Linked DNA regions of Mus musculus: region 1 is linked to region 2. Evidence: chromatin contacts called from public HiChIP or PLAC-seq data. All regions are on one chromosome and are shown on one strand. Each heading gives the region's core, a stretch centred on a gene start, on an enhancer-like site or on the middle of the called end of the contact. The rest is flanking DNA. Distances are from core to core; before and after follow the strand shown. Region 1 holds the start of Chchd10 (coiled-coil-helix-coiled-coil-helix domain containing 10). Region 2 overlaps Snrpd3 (small nuclear ribonucleoprotein D3).

The links. HiChIP or PLAC-seq counts read pairs in DNA pulled down with a chosen protein or histone mark.
Region 1: a contact with region 2 is called in an H3K4me3 HiChIP or PLAC-seq map of the SCID.adh cell line, with 4 times the contacts expected there. The contact joins the promoter of Chchd10 here to the enhancer-like site in region 2. A contact is called at or near these places in 13 of 39 promoter capture datasets (the 3T3-L1 cell line, the C10 cell line, the HPC-7 cell line and 9 more), 3 of 484 Hi-C or Micro-C datasets (CD4 T cells, the G1E-ER4 cell line and muscle stem cells), 6 of 115 datasets of contacts at active chromatin or transcription factors (the SCID.adh cell line, bone marrow-derived macrophages, embryonic stem cells and 2 more) and 2 of 9 other capture datasets (adipose tissue and liver).

Annotation. Positions count from the first base shown.
Region 1 is chr10:75,928,293-75,935,179 of GRCm38.p6, forward strand. Chchd10 (coiled-coil-helix-coiled-coil-helix domain containing 10) reads left to right here and starts at 4,838. Exons shown (of 5, transcript NM_175329.4): 1 at 4,838-5,206. It overlaps Mmp11 (matrix metallopeptidase 11), which reads right to left and starts at 4,210. Exons shown (of 8, transcript NM_008606.3): 1 at 4,042-4,210; 2 at 1-217. The coding sequence starts at 4,161.
Region 2 is chr10:75,528,639-75,534,888 of GRCm38.p6, forward strand. Snrpd3 (small nuclear ribonucleoprotein D3) reads left to right here. Exons shown (of 4, transcript NM_026095.4): 3 at 3,539-3,731. Among named protein-coding and RNA genes, the nearest start is that of Snrpd3, 14 kb to the left of the region's middle. Within about 2 kb of position 2,128, at least 53 of the 459 cell types and tissues checked have an H3K27ac peak or open chromatin away from gene starts, as enhancers often do. A contact at or near this core is called in the G1E-ER4 cell line, the SCID.adh cell line and bone marrow-derived macrophages, where this site is marked.

The DNA.
Region 1 (6,887 bases), core at 3,588-6,087, 400 kb after region 2:
CTGTCTTCTCCCAGCGTCCTCCTGACAGGACGAAGCGCTTCTGTCGGTTCCGGGCATTCAGTACATCAGGCAGGTCGGGCACACCACATCGTAGAGGCCTGGAGCTACCGGCAGGACTAGGGACCCAATGAGACGCGGGGACAGATGTCAAGGTATTAGGCAGAGCTGCATGCAGGAGCCGAGGCCCTTTCTTCACAGGGTGATGACGGTGACTCTCCTGGGCAAGAAAACAAACAAACAAACAAACAAACAAAAAATGATGCAAGAGTCAAGTCAGGCTAGGCATTGGTGGTGCATGCCTTTAATCCCAGCACTTGGGAGGCAGAGGCAGGCAGATTTCTGAGTTCGGTTCGAGGCCAGCCTGGTCTACAAAGTGAGTTCCAGGACAGCCAGGACTATACAGAGAAACCCTGTCTCAAAAAAGAGTCAAGTCAGATTTCAGATCCCCAGGGCCCAAGGTTTGAGATATAGTTCTTTAGCAAAGCATGCTTAGCCCAGCCCCCTCTGGATTGCTGGGCAAATGGAGGAGCTGAAATATACGCTGGCACAGAGCTGGGTTCATCAGCCTGAGTGAGGTTAATTTCTGACCTCTGACTTTCCTGACCCCGTTCCAAGGCATCACACTCTCTCCTCCTCCTGCCCTGCTAGAGGGCCCTGGGCTGTCTGTCACCAGCTCCTGTTGATCTGGCTAAGGAGGTCTAGATGGGACCCATTGAGACTACAGAAACATGTGTTTAAGGAAGCCCTGACTGCATTCTCCGCATCTACCCAGGAAGCTTCTGAGCATGCTTCGCCGGCATGGAGGGGCTGCATCCAGCATGCAGCCTGCAGCCCGGCCCTTGGCTTCCTTACCTAACAAATGGGTATAGGACTCCCAATAAGTGTTGTTATGAGAACCCAAGGTGATACGTGTTGAGCATTTAAGGCATGGGACTTAGGCACCGAGTAACTCAGGTTTCTTTTATATGTACGTGCGATGCTGATAATTGAATCCAGGGCACACTGCACTTGTACTCTACCTCTGAGAGGCACCCTACCCATCTGAGGCCCCAGTTCTGAGACACTTTGCCCACTCCCTGACAGGTCTATGACCTGCCCCTTTAATGCAGGGAGGGTAGGGACAACCACTTCCCATCCTGACAATATCTCAGGACCACAGGTGGCAAACTTTTCCCCTATTCTCCCTCAGGGGAAGTGATTCCAAGTCTCCTTTGTTTTTTTTGGTTTTTTTTTTGGGGGGGGGTTTACAAAGCACCGGTTGCCTCCCAGGTAATGTGCACAGGTAATCATTGAAACAACTTGGGGACCCCTGAAGTGTCACAATGAAGAAGAGGTGGACCAGGTTGTATATGACCAGCCACAGGGCCTGTCCAACCTGGCCAGCAAGACAGAGTCCTCTTCTCAACTCTCTCAGGGGGAGTCAGTGACCCTCTCAAAGAATGGTAGGGTGCTGTCAGCCCCCAAAACCCCAAAGTCCAGCCTATCAGCTTGGGCCCTCTTCTCTGCCACCCAGTAAAACTGGGAAAGATAATGGACATGAACAACCCTTCCCATCTCCACCATGGTCCCTTCAACATCCCTCCCCGCCCCATGAGGCATTGAGGTCATTGCCAATAGCTCTGAGCTTCTGAAAGCTGAATTCTATTCCATGGTGACCTGAACAACAAGTCACTATCTTCACTGGGCTTCAGCTTCTCCGTCTGACAGATGTCAACCGTGGGAGAAGAAGGAGCTGAGAGACTCCCTGTAGACCCTGCAGCAGCCCAGACTCAGGGCAGCTCCTTCCCAGACTCTATCCGCGTAGGCCCTCCACTGCCTCCCACACTTAGGAATCTCCTCTTCCCAAGTTCTCAGTCCTCCTGGGACTTCTAGGATTTAATGAGGGAGACTGGTAAGCTCAGAGAACCCCTGGTCTCATCTGTAGCCAGTAAGAGTTTGGGGAACAGTCATTATTCTAAATTTATCCTAAATCTCCAACATCCCAGAGCACAAATCCGAGTCCAGAGAGGTTAAAGACTACCCCACCCCCCCCAACCCCCGACTCCCGGGATCGCACAGCAAACCAGACAAGAGCTGGGGTTTACCGCCTCTCCTCAGAGCTTACCCGTTCCCCGCCAGCTTGGCTCATCTCCAAGATGCACATTCCTAAGCAGCATTTATGTTTCTAGTGCATTCCCTCTTTCTTAGCTAGCACCCTTCCTCTGGCCTGTCCCCTGTAAGGGACCTGACTCACTCTGCCCCACCCTCTGGTCTGGAAGCTGCCAATAGGAAGCCTCAGGCACACTCAAGGGACTCTTGGCTGACCCATTCTCCTGGCCTATCTTAGACCCTCAAGGTCAGTCCTAGGAGTGACTCCCAACCCAGACCATGGGGAGGAACCTAGTGGAAGGTAGTTAAGAAAGGAGCCCCAGACTAGGAAACCACTGGGGAAGATCAAGCGGTCCCTTCCTGAACCTCAGTTTGCTTTTGGTCTAATGGGGATGAAACAGGTCAGTAGTAGGTATCCGTGAGAGGCAACGGAGCAGGAGATAAGGAAACAGCCCAAACCATACACGCAACTGATACACAGACCACCCTTGTGCTTCTGCCTAACCCCTTCCCACCCATCCCTACTAGCTCCAGAAGGAAGGGCAGCTTCCCTGGCTGCTAGGTGGTGGATTTTTCACAAGCTGGGGGCTGGGGTGAATAAATATTTACCGAGCTCTTTTGGCCCCGCCGATGGCAGTCTAGGGATAAAAGCGTTAGAGGTGACCAACCCTTTCTGCGCATCTAAAGTGTGACAGATCCTCGGCTCGGATCCCACCCCAGGCTTGCCCCCCCAAGCCCTGTACAAGCAAGCATTGGTGTGGTTTGCCTCGTCTTTTATCCTAAATGCCCAACAGGAGGTACCGGTGCTCTTTCCTGCTTTGCCCCCTTAGTAAGAAGTCAGGAGAAGTGCAATTCTCGAAGGCATGAGTTCTATCGCTGGCTTCTGCGGGGGTGGGAGTGGGTGGGGGTACGGATGGGGGGAGGGAGGGGATTAACGACTGCGCTCCGCTCCGAGTTCTAGAACAGGGAACTCCATGTTTTGCTTGAGGAGGTCCTGATCCACAATACCCACTCCCCTTTCCAAACCCTTTCTCTTCCAGTGTGCAGCAAAACTGGCAGATGGATTGGTATGGCTGGACCTGTCCTGGGACACCTGCCTATCATACCTTCCTCCCATCCATCATTCCTTGAGCTGGCCGGCTGCCTTAGCTGGCTACTGAGGGCACGGTACCCCGTGGGCATTGTAGATCTGTAGTGGTTCCAGCTCCAGCCCCAGCACAGCTTAGTCTCTACTCTGACAGGTGCCTCAGAGACCAAGCTGGAAGAAGGATGCAGCCATTGGGACACACAGGCTGGGAAACCCTCAATCTCTCTTCTTCCCCTTTGCCTCTTTGCACCCCCTTTCCTTTCTCTTCTTCTTTATGCTTTTGTTCCCCCGGTGCTCCCTTCTATTCTGACTGCACCTGATGCTCGCACACACTATCTCTCTCAGGTGCATTTTCTGTCGGCTACCAGGACTCCCAGACTTGTCTCCTGCAAGCTGGGGCACCTCTCTCAACTTGGGCCCCATTTTCTCCTTCCTAGCTCTTCCTTTATTCTCCATCCACGGTACACACCTTGCAGGGGTGCTTACTGGAACCACACACCCGGAGGCTGCCCCTTTTTGCTCCCCCCTCCCCCCAGACTTGCTTTGCTTCATTCCAGTGATGAACAAGGGGCCTTGGCATCCACTCCCTCTGCTACCTCTATCAACACACACTCCAGCATCCCTAGCTGGGGGCTGGAGAAGCCGGTCTCCAAACTGAGTTCAGCGCAGAGACGCGTCTCACCAGCTCCACTTGCACACTGCCAACCACGGGAAGCTCATTATAGTACGCTCAGAGAGACCCAGAAGGCATTTCGGGGACAGACTGCACTAGGGTAGCCAGGGAGCTCGCTTGGTGGGTCAAGCTCAGCCAGTGGGCCCAGCCCGCGTGCCCAGCCCTCCCTCGGGGAGGAGTGGCGGGCACTCACCGGTGGCCTGGCCCGGGCCATCAGCGGCGACGGCAGGAGCAGCAGCAACAGGAGCAGCAGAGGCAGCGGGAGCAGGAGGACGCGCGAAATCGCGCGGAGGAGACAGGCGGCCCGTGCCATCCGCCCCGGGGCTGCTGGGCCTGCTGGGCCAGGCCGGGCCGCCGCCCCTTATAGCATTCGCCCCGCCCCCGCCGGCGCCGGGACCGCACCCCCCACCGCCCCGCCTCCCCCTGCCTTTTGTTCTAAACTCAACCGGCCTGCAGCAGCGGTCTGAGTTAGGGAGGAGTGCCCGGAGGGGCTGGGTCCCTTAGAACTAGTGAGAGCCGGGGAGAGCTCAATTCTGCTCTCCAGCCCCACTTCAGAAGTCTCATCCTTCGCCAGGTCTCTCCATGGTGGCTTGACTTGTTTTAGCCTGTGGCAGGTGGTCAGATCCCCAATCTAAACAGCCCTAGCTAACAGGAAAGTGGTACAATAGCTCTTGCAAGGAGCGGACTATTGAAATGTGACCTCAGGGGAAACTGAGGCATATGGCGGAAGTTGGCCAGTCCCCACACCTTAAAACAAAACAGAGACGGGTCTGGAAAGATGGATCAGTGGTTAGGAGCACTTGTTGCTCCTGCAGAGAAACCTGGCTCCCGTTCCTAGCACCCACAGGGTGGCCATCTAGGAACTGATGCCTTCTTCTGACCTCTACTGACACTTGGCACACGCTGATGCAAATGGCTGATGCAAATGCGCACACTTAACAATTTCAGACCAGAGGCAGTCAGCGAGGATCTTGGAGGGAGGGACCAGATTTTTTCTCTACTAGCAGGCAACTGGGTCAGTTGGCTGGGAGGAAAGGGTCAGGGATGTTTGAGTTGGACACTGGAATCTCAGGTTGTTCCCTGGCCGGGGGGCACACTAGCCAACAGGCTTTTCCTGACCAGTCAGGCTCAGCCATCTGAGACAGGGACAGAATCACATCTGAGAGGGAGGTCTACGTGCTGAAAACAGTTCAACTACTCTAATCTCTGCAGCGAGTGTCCAACTGTGCAGTGTTCCCTCTTGGATGACAATGGCTCTACAAGGCACTGCAGGCCTCTTCCACCAGGCCTTCAGCTCTCTTCTGAATTCTGGTGGGCCAGTGGGGCCCTGAGCTGCTGCAAAGTAGGGGCAGAGAGTGGTAAGTTTTACTTGGCCATCTGCAATCTTTTAAAAAGCCTCACCTTTTAAAGGCTGCCATTCCTTCCCGTCGTCCTTCCTCCCTTCCCACCCACCCCTCTTTTCTTTTTTTTATGACAGAGTCTCTCTCTCTCTCTCTCTCTCTCTCTCTCTCTCTCTCTCTCTCTCTTTTTTTTGACAGAGTCTAGTATGTGTACATGTAGCCCAGGCAGGCCTCCAACTCAAGATTCCTGTCTTTGCCTATTCTGACTGATAGGACTGCAAGCATGTATCATCATAGCTAGAATTTCCAGGTCTGGTTCAGACTCATCTCAGCAGTGTTGGTCAAAGAATCATAAAATGGATGAGGCATTCATAGTCCTACCCTCCACCCCCAAGAGTGGGTTTCTCTGTGTAGCCCTGGCAATCCTGGGACTCTGTAGAGTAGGCTGGCCTTGAACTCAGAGATCTGCCTCTATTAAAGGCATGCACCACCATGCATAGCATTTTAAAAATAAACTCTTCATTGGATGCATGCCTTTAATCCTGACATTTGGGAGACAGAAGCAAGTGGATTTCTGTGGGTTTGAGACCAACCTGCTCTACAGAGTGAGCCAGGCTATATGAAGATCCTGTCTCAACAAAAGAACCCCCAAACCCTAAAACATTTATTTGTGCAACCTAAACAGCCTTCAGTGTTGCCAGGGATGCACGACTATTTTCTGAGGAACTTGCAGCTTATCAGCCAGACCCCCCACCCCCCCCACCCTCCACTTCCCACCCCCTTACCCCCCAACCTGCCCCATTACCCCACATTACCACACTTAGTAGAGGATCTGGAAGGTGGGCTAGCCACGGAGGCCCACAGAAGGGGTTGAAGCTGGAAGAATGTTACCACTTGCCTACTGGATACAAGGTAAGCAGAGGCCAAATAGATAAGCCAGTGGGGTCTGCTCAAGCCTGCCCCCCCCTTTTTTTTTTTAATTTTCTACAACAGCACATTTTTTTAAAAGATTTATTTATTTATTATATGTAAGTACACTGTAGCTGTCTTCAGACACTCAAGAAGAGGGCATCAGATTTCGTTATGGATGGTTGTGAGCCACCATGTGGTTGCTGGGATTTGAACTCGGGACCTTCAGAAGAGCAGTCGGCACTCTTAACCACTGAGCCATCTCGCCAGCCCCCTGCCCCCCCTTTTTTAAAAGATGTATTTATTTATTTCGTGTATGTGGGTACATTGTCGCTGCCTTCAGACACACTAGAAGAGGGCATCAGATCTCATTATAGACAGTTGTGAGCCACCATGTAGTTGCTGGGAATTGAACTCAGGACCTCTGGAAGAGCAGACAGCTCTCATAACCACTGAACCATCTCTCTCCAGCCCCAGTCAGTGCTCTTAACAGTTAAGCCACCTCTCTAGCCTGAGTCTGGCATTTTTTTAAAGGAAAGAGTGGCTTGTCTTTTACCTACTCACCTCACCAAAAAGTCTATCCTGCAGATGGGTGGTGATTCCACTTGGGAGGAAAGCTGAAGTCTTAATGAAAGAGGCCTGCTACAGAGGCTGCTTAAAGAAACCAGGTTTGGGACACCTGAATGGGCAATGCATGGTCCTGAATAGTTTTGACCCCTGTTGCTGAGGCATTTGAATTGTTTGTGCCAAGTGATCTCTGTTGTCACAGTAAAATAAACACTGAAAGAAG
Region 2 (6,250 bases), core at 878-3,377:
TCCAACTCAGAAATCCGCCTGCCTCTGCCTCCCAGGTGCTGGGATTAAAGGCGTGCGCCACCACACCCAGCCCTTCCTTAGTTTTGATCAACCTTTGTTTAACCAGCTCACAGCATTCGGGGAAGTACATTTACAGGTATGTGTAGACTAGGACTAAGGATATAGATGTGTCAAACAAGGCCTGGACACTCAGTTTCCATGCCTCCTCATGATACACCACCCTCCAGGAACTTCCATGTGTTCAGCTATCTGAAACTTCTCTAAAGTATGTTTTATGGAAACATAATTGAATAGATGGGACTGAAATATAATCATGTGAAAAAAAAGTAATTTGAAAAGAAAACAACTGTAGATCTCATACTAGGAATGGAAAAATCCAGGGCCTTGCACATGGTAGATAAGTATCTGCCACTGACTATATCCCAGCCCAGGCATTACTCTGTCTGAAATGAAGGTCATGGGGATTTACTTACAGACAACTCCAGAACAGAACAGAACAGAACAGAACAGAACAAAACAGAAAGGCAGATCAGAATTCGTTTCTCTTAATTCTAGCTTTTGTGCACTATCTTAAAAAGTCCCGGCACTCAGAAGAGGGAGGCAGTCAGATCTCTGAATTCCAGGACAGTCAGGTCTACACAGAGAAACTTGCCTCAAAACAAAACCAAAAAGAATTATGAGGTCAGAATTGAGGACAAAACACTATATTCTACACTCCAGCATTACTTCACAATCCTACATTGTGCTCTTCTCCGTCTTGGCCCACAGATGTCATTTTAGTTGAATATCTAGTCTGTGTTGCTTATTGTGGCTGGCTATTAGGAAACCATAAACTGTTCCTGCTTGACTTTCAGTAAAACCTAAGTGCTCGAAGCTGGAGAGATGGCTCAGCAGTTAAGAGCACTTGCTGCTTTTCCAGAGGACAAATATCAGGTTCCTAGCACTCAGGGAATCTTAACCCCACTGCTTCAGCTTCTGCTGTCACATACACACTACACTTAAATACATTTTAAGTATTTATTTTTTTTTAAATATTTATTTATTTATTTATTTATTTATTATATGTAAGTACACTGTAGCTGTCTTCAGACACTCCAGAACAGGGCATCAGATTTCGTTGTGGATGGTTGTGAGCCTCCATGTGGTTGCTGGGATTTGAACTCAGGACCTTTGGAAGAGCAGTCGGCGCTCTTAACCGCTGAGCCATCTCACCAGCCCCATTTTAAGTATTTTAAATGTAATTAAGATAAACATACTGCAGCGGGCCTTCCCTGGGACTGTGTCACCATTTGTCCAGGAGCAGGACAGGGGTGCATTAGAACATAGCAGTCTGGTGCTGGGGTATTTGTCAGATTCATTGAGAACCCATCATGGCACATTGGCAGAAGCACCTAGTTTAAGCCTTGTTGGGTCTGTATGACAGCCTTGTGGAGACTTCGAGGCACAGTGGAGAGAGCTGAGTGGGGAGGAAGATGAGGCGTAATGATTATACATCTCAAAAATAGACATTACTGGGTTTGTTATATCTTAGGTAGTTGAGACACCATTTAGACATGCTTTGCCGTGTTTAATTGTGGTTTTTAACAGCTCCAGGAAAGTAGTCTGTGCCACTTCAAGGTAGGGAGTAGTACAGAGTCAGACAGTCAGAGAGACCTGGGTTTGAACTCACAAAACACATGAAGGCAGTGTGACTTTGTGCAGGAGGATGGGGTGAGTAAAGGCATGGACCTTCAAGAACAGATCTGCGTCTCACAGGTTGTGTCTCCTGTAGGGTTTCATGGTCTAAAATCAGCCATTTGGGGCAGTACCTGCTGTCTGTATTCCTGCTCAGGAAACACTGGTGGTTGTTATATTGTGTTTTCTCTAGTAGGGGAACTGAGACTGAGAAAATTCTGAAGATGTGTTCAGGGTTAAACCTGGAGGAGGGTGGCAGACCCAGCTCTCACTGAAGGTCCTCAGCCACTTCAGTGGCTTCTGTGGAGTCACAAATTCGCCTGGAATTGAGGGGGTTGAGTGGAATCTGGGTTTTTCAGCTGGGTAAGCTAACCCATAACTACTTATTTGTGCTAGCAGAGGTTCTGATACTTGTCTAGGGGACTGTGGCAAGGACTTAGAAACTGAGATTTTAAGGAACTGACAATAGGAAGCCTGCAGTTGGCTGGTGGGAAACCGGGGCCCTCTTGCCCTTGAATATAGAACAGGAACAGTGGTTTGCAATCCTAGAAATGATTCCTGATGCTCAGATACAGTGGGGCAGCCTCAGAGCTTTGATGGATTTTGGTTTTGGTTTTCACATTGGTGTTCAACCAGAAACCACCTGGCCCTTCAGAAGGAGCAAAGGGTAAGGCGGCCGGCAGCATAGAAGCCGGTCCTGGGAGACAGTGCTCCTGAAGATGCTCTGTGAGCAGATTAATCCAGTCTTAGAAAGATAGCTGTTTTCTCTCATTTGTAATTCCTAGATTTTATACTCACATCAAATGATGTATGTATGTAGAAAATGAAAGTAGAAGTTGAGTTTTTGTTGGCGGTAAGGGGCTAACAGTGGGGAGAAGAGGCAATAAAAAAGGGGAGGGGAAGTGGGTAGGGAAATATATCAAATGTACAGTAACAGTATACATGATTTAAATTTTATAAGAAAGAAATCTAGGAGCTGCACATCTTTGCAGCATGGTTTACCCACTCTAGATAAAGCCTAGTCCTTTGTGCCCACAGGAAGGCAATTAAGCAGTTGTGGTAAAAGTGGCATGTAGTGGATTTGGTGCTGGCAAGTTTATGTCACTTTCCTGTTCACTGTAGATCTCCTGACTGGGCTCAAATTCCTCCTTCCCTTCATTCTACGCTTACTCATGTTGGCACATTTGTCTTCCCAAAATACTACCTTAGCCCTGTTAGGCATTTCTCCGCCCACACCCTTGAGTGGTCTGCCTGCTCTCTGAAGTGTCCTCAGTACTGTCCAGATGTGCTGCTTCAGTCCAAGCATGCTGAAAGCTCCTGCTTGGGTTTTCCTCTCCTTGTGCAGGCTGGGAGCAGGCTCTACCATGTTACTTCTCGGTCCTAGTCTAGTCACCCGCCTTCCCAATGTATGCTGAGTCAGAACTATGCCTGCTGCATATGTATGACCCTGAAGATGCCTTTCCAGCTGGAGTGCCAGCGGGTCCATGAGGCTGCACTTTAGACATGAACTAAGAAAGGCTTTATCACCTGCCACTCACAGCCTGGCCCAGGAGGATGTAAGCTGGGGCTCTGCATCTGAACTTGGAGTTGCAGCATGTCAGTGATCTGATGTGGGTTGTGTTTGATCGTAATCTGTAAAAATGGGAGAACTCATACTTCCGCCTGCCGTTTCTGTGAGGTGTACAGTCCCTGATGCGTACAGAAAGCTCCAGCCATTGCTAGGGTAGTTCACCCGCATTGTCTGCTTCTTTTCTTGATGCTGGTGTCAGGCCTCTGTAATTCTAAACTTAATCCAGTTAAGGCTCTCTGGCTTTGTGTGCTCCAATGCTTTGATCTTACAAATAAACTGGTGATTCCCTTCCAGATGTCCAACATCACAGTCACATACAGAGATGGTCGAGTGGCACAGCTGGAACAGGTATATATACGTGGCAGCAAGATCCGATTTCTGATTTTGCCTGACATGCTGAAAAATGCACCCATGTTAAAGAGCATGAAAAATAAAAACCAAGGCTCAGGGGCCGGCAGAGGAAAAGCTGCTATCCTGAAGGCCCAAGGTAGGTACCCTTGGCTGGCTTTAGAATTACTACTAACCTTGTTTCTTTTGTTGCATGGGGACAAGTGAATCTGACTTGCTGCTGTACCCTGTCCTGATCTGTCCCCAGGATTGAGAAATCATTGATAATGGGGCCTTTCCCTGTTACCTTTCTTGTCTTACTTGATCCTATCACAGAGTTTAGTGTAAAATCCAAAATCTCAAGCAAGGTATGATGGCTCACACCTATAATTCCAGCACTTAAGAGGCTGAGACAGAAAGAATACAGTGAATTGGAGGCCAGCCTGAGCTACGTATATATAGCAAGACTTTGGAGGGACAACCAGAGAGAACACTGTCTAACTCATACAATCTATAGTGAAGGTCCCTCCTTTTCAGAAATTCTATCCAAGAAGACTGGGCAACTTGCTCTGGTCTAGTGAGGATATGGATAATGCCTGAAAATGTTCGGTAGCATTCCCAGAACTATGTGTGACACACACAAAAGACATGCACGTGCACATACACACACACTTTTTTCCTACTCACCCAAGACAGAAAGGGTAACAAGTGAAGACAAACTGCACTCAGGTCTGTCTTGATAAACCAGTGAGCTATTAGGGTTGCTCAGGAGCATGGTGGATTTTGTGGCTTCACTGGAGCCCGTCAGTTAGCCATTCACTTTCTCTGTACTTACCACCTCCCAAGGCAGCAGCCGTGAGGGTAGGAGAGTGTATCAGGGAGGCGAGGGTCTGCTGTGCCTTCCCACAGCTGCTGTGATCTCATGGTGTAGACAGCCGTGTCGTGTCTGGGAAGTAATGTTGTGCAGCAGCAGCACAGAGACCACATGCTGTCTTCTAATGCCTGCACATGTTCCAGACAGATATGAGCTTCGGGTACCCAGGCTGGAACAACCTTGACCTTCTAGCGCTCTTGTCTCTACCTCCCAAGAGCTTGTGCAGACCCACCTGGTTTATGGATGAACATGGGGTCTCAACAGGCAGGCATTTTATGAGCTGAGCTGCACCCCAGCCCTCTGATTAGCACCATCTTGTTAATTTTTGTTTATTCTCTAAAATTGTGAATTAGCTAATTTGGGGTGGGGGCAGATGTGGAGATGAGGACAACTTGCAGGGGTTGAGCATAGGCTGGCAGGATTGGCAACACGCGCCTTTACTTGCTGAACTGTCTTACCACCCCTTGTTTCTCACTTTCTTTTGTATTTTACATATATATTTTTTAAGATTTTATTTACTTTATGTATATGAGTACACTGTCGCTGTCTTCAGACACACCAGAGGAGGGCATCAGATCCAATTACAGATGGTCGTGAGCCACCATGTGGTTGCTGAGACTTGAACTCAGGACCTCTGGAAGAACAGTGGTCTTAACCACTGAGCCATCTCTCCAGCCCCTCACATTTTCTTAAACTTGACAGTAAATCCCTCCTTTGACACATGCCAGCAGTTATGACCACACTGTCCCCCAGATACTTATTAGCTGCTCTTGGAGGCTAGCCTGATTATGGCTTGCATTTGAGTCTCTGAAAAATTCTGCCACATTGTTAGGCACAAAAGCATGGTCCTAAGCAACTGCATTGGTGTTGGAAAAAAGATCTTAGGGTGTGAAAGGCCCAGGTCCTCCACAGCAGCATATGTTAATGTTTTATATGGGAGGTAGGTTCTGTGCTTAAAGACAAAATAGTTTAGGGGTTGGAGGGGGGTGGGGTTGGTTGGTTTCTTTTGTCTTAAGACTTCTAAAAAAATAAAAATAAAATAAAATCTTTGACCAGTGTTGGCTTGGTGTTAAAGGCGGTTGTCACACAAGCCTAACAGAAGTTGTCTGACCTCTACGTATACACTACACACACACACACACACACACACACACACACACCACAAACAAATAAAATGCTAAAAAAGAGAAAATGTTACCTTTGCCTCGGAGAGGGCTGCTCTTGCTGTCATGGTTAGGCTAACTGTCCATCTTAACCAGTCACATTACTGTGCACTTCGGGCAGTGAGTTGGCCCAGGCCCACTGACTGCACACAGCCCTGAGCCACCTGTGCCTTTCCCAGCGCCTTGCTCCCGTCTCTCATCAGCGAGCGTTGTGTAGTTCCCATCAGTCTCTGAAAGAACAGACAAGAATGAGATGCGTTTTGTCAGTCCACAGAACTTCCCGAGTGACTATAGAGCTTCTAGCCTCCTAGGTACATTGGGTCATAGAGTGGAAGTCTTGTGCATCTTTATGGGTAGTGTTATTTTGTTTTTGTTATTAAGCATTTTTTTCATGCAGAAAAACTCAAAAGACTAATACCCAGAATAGTACCCAGAATTAACAGATGCTACGCTAGCACTTAGGTGTCTGAATTGAGAACCAGGTTGGTATAGCTCAGTGGGTAACAAGCTTATCACACAGTGTGTGTACCTGAGCTCAGTCTATGTGTGGTAGAACCTGCTTGTAATTCTAGTACTGACAGGACCAAGATAGAATCCTGGGCTTCCTAGCCAGCCAGTCTATTCTACTTGGCAAAGTCCAGT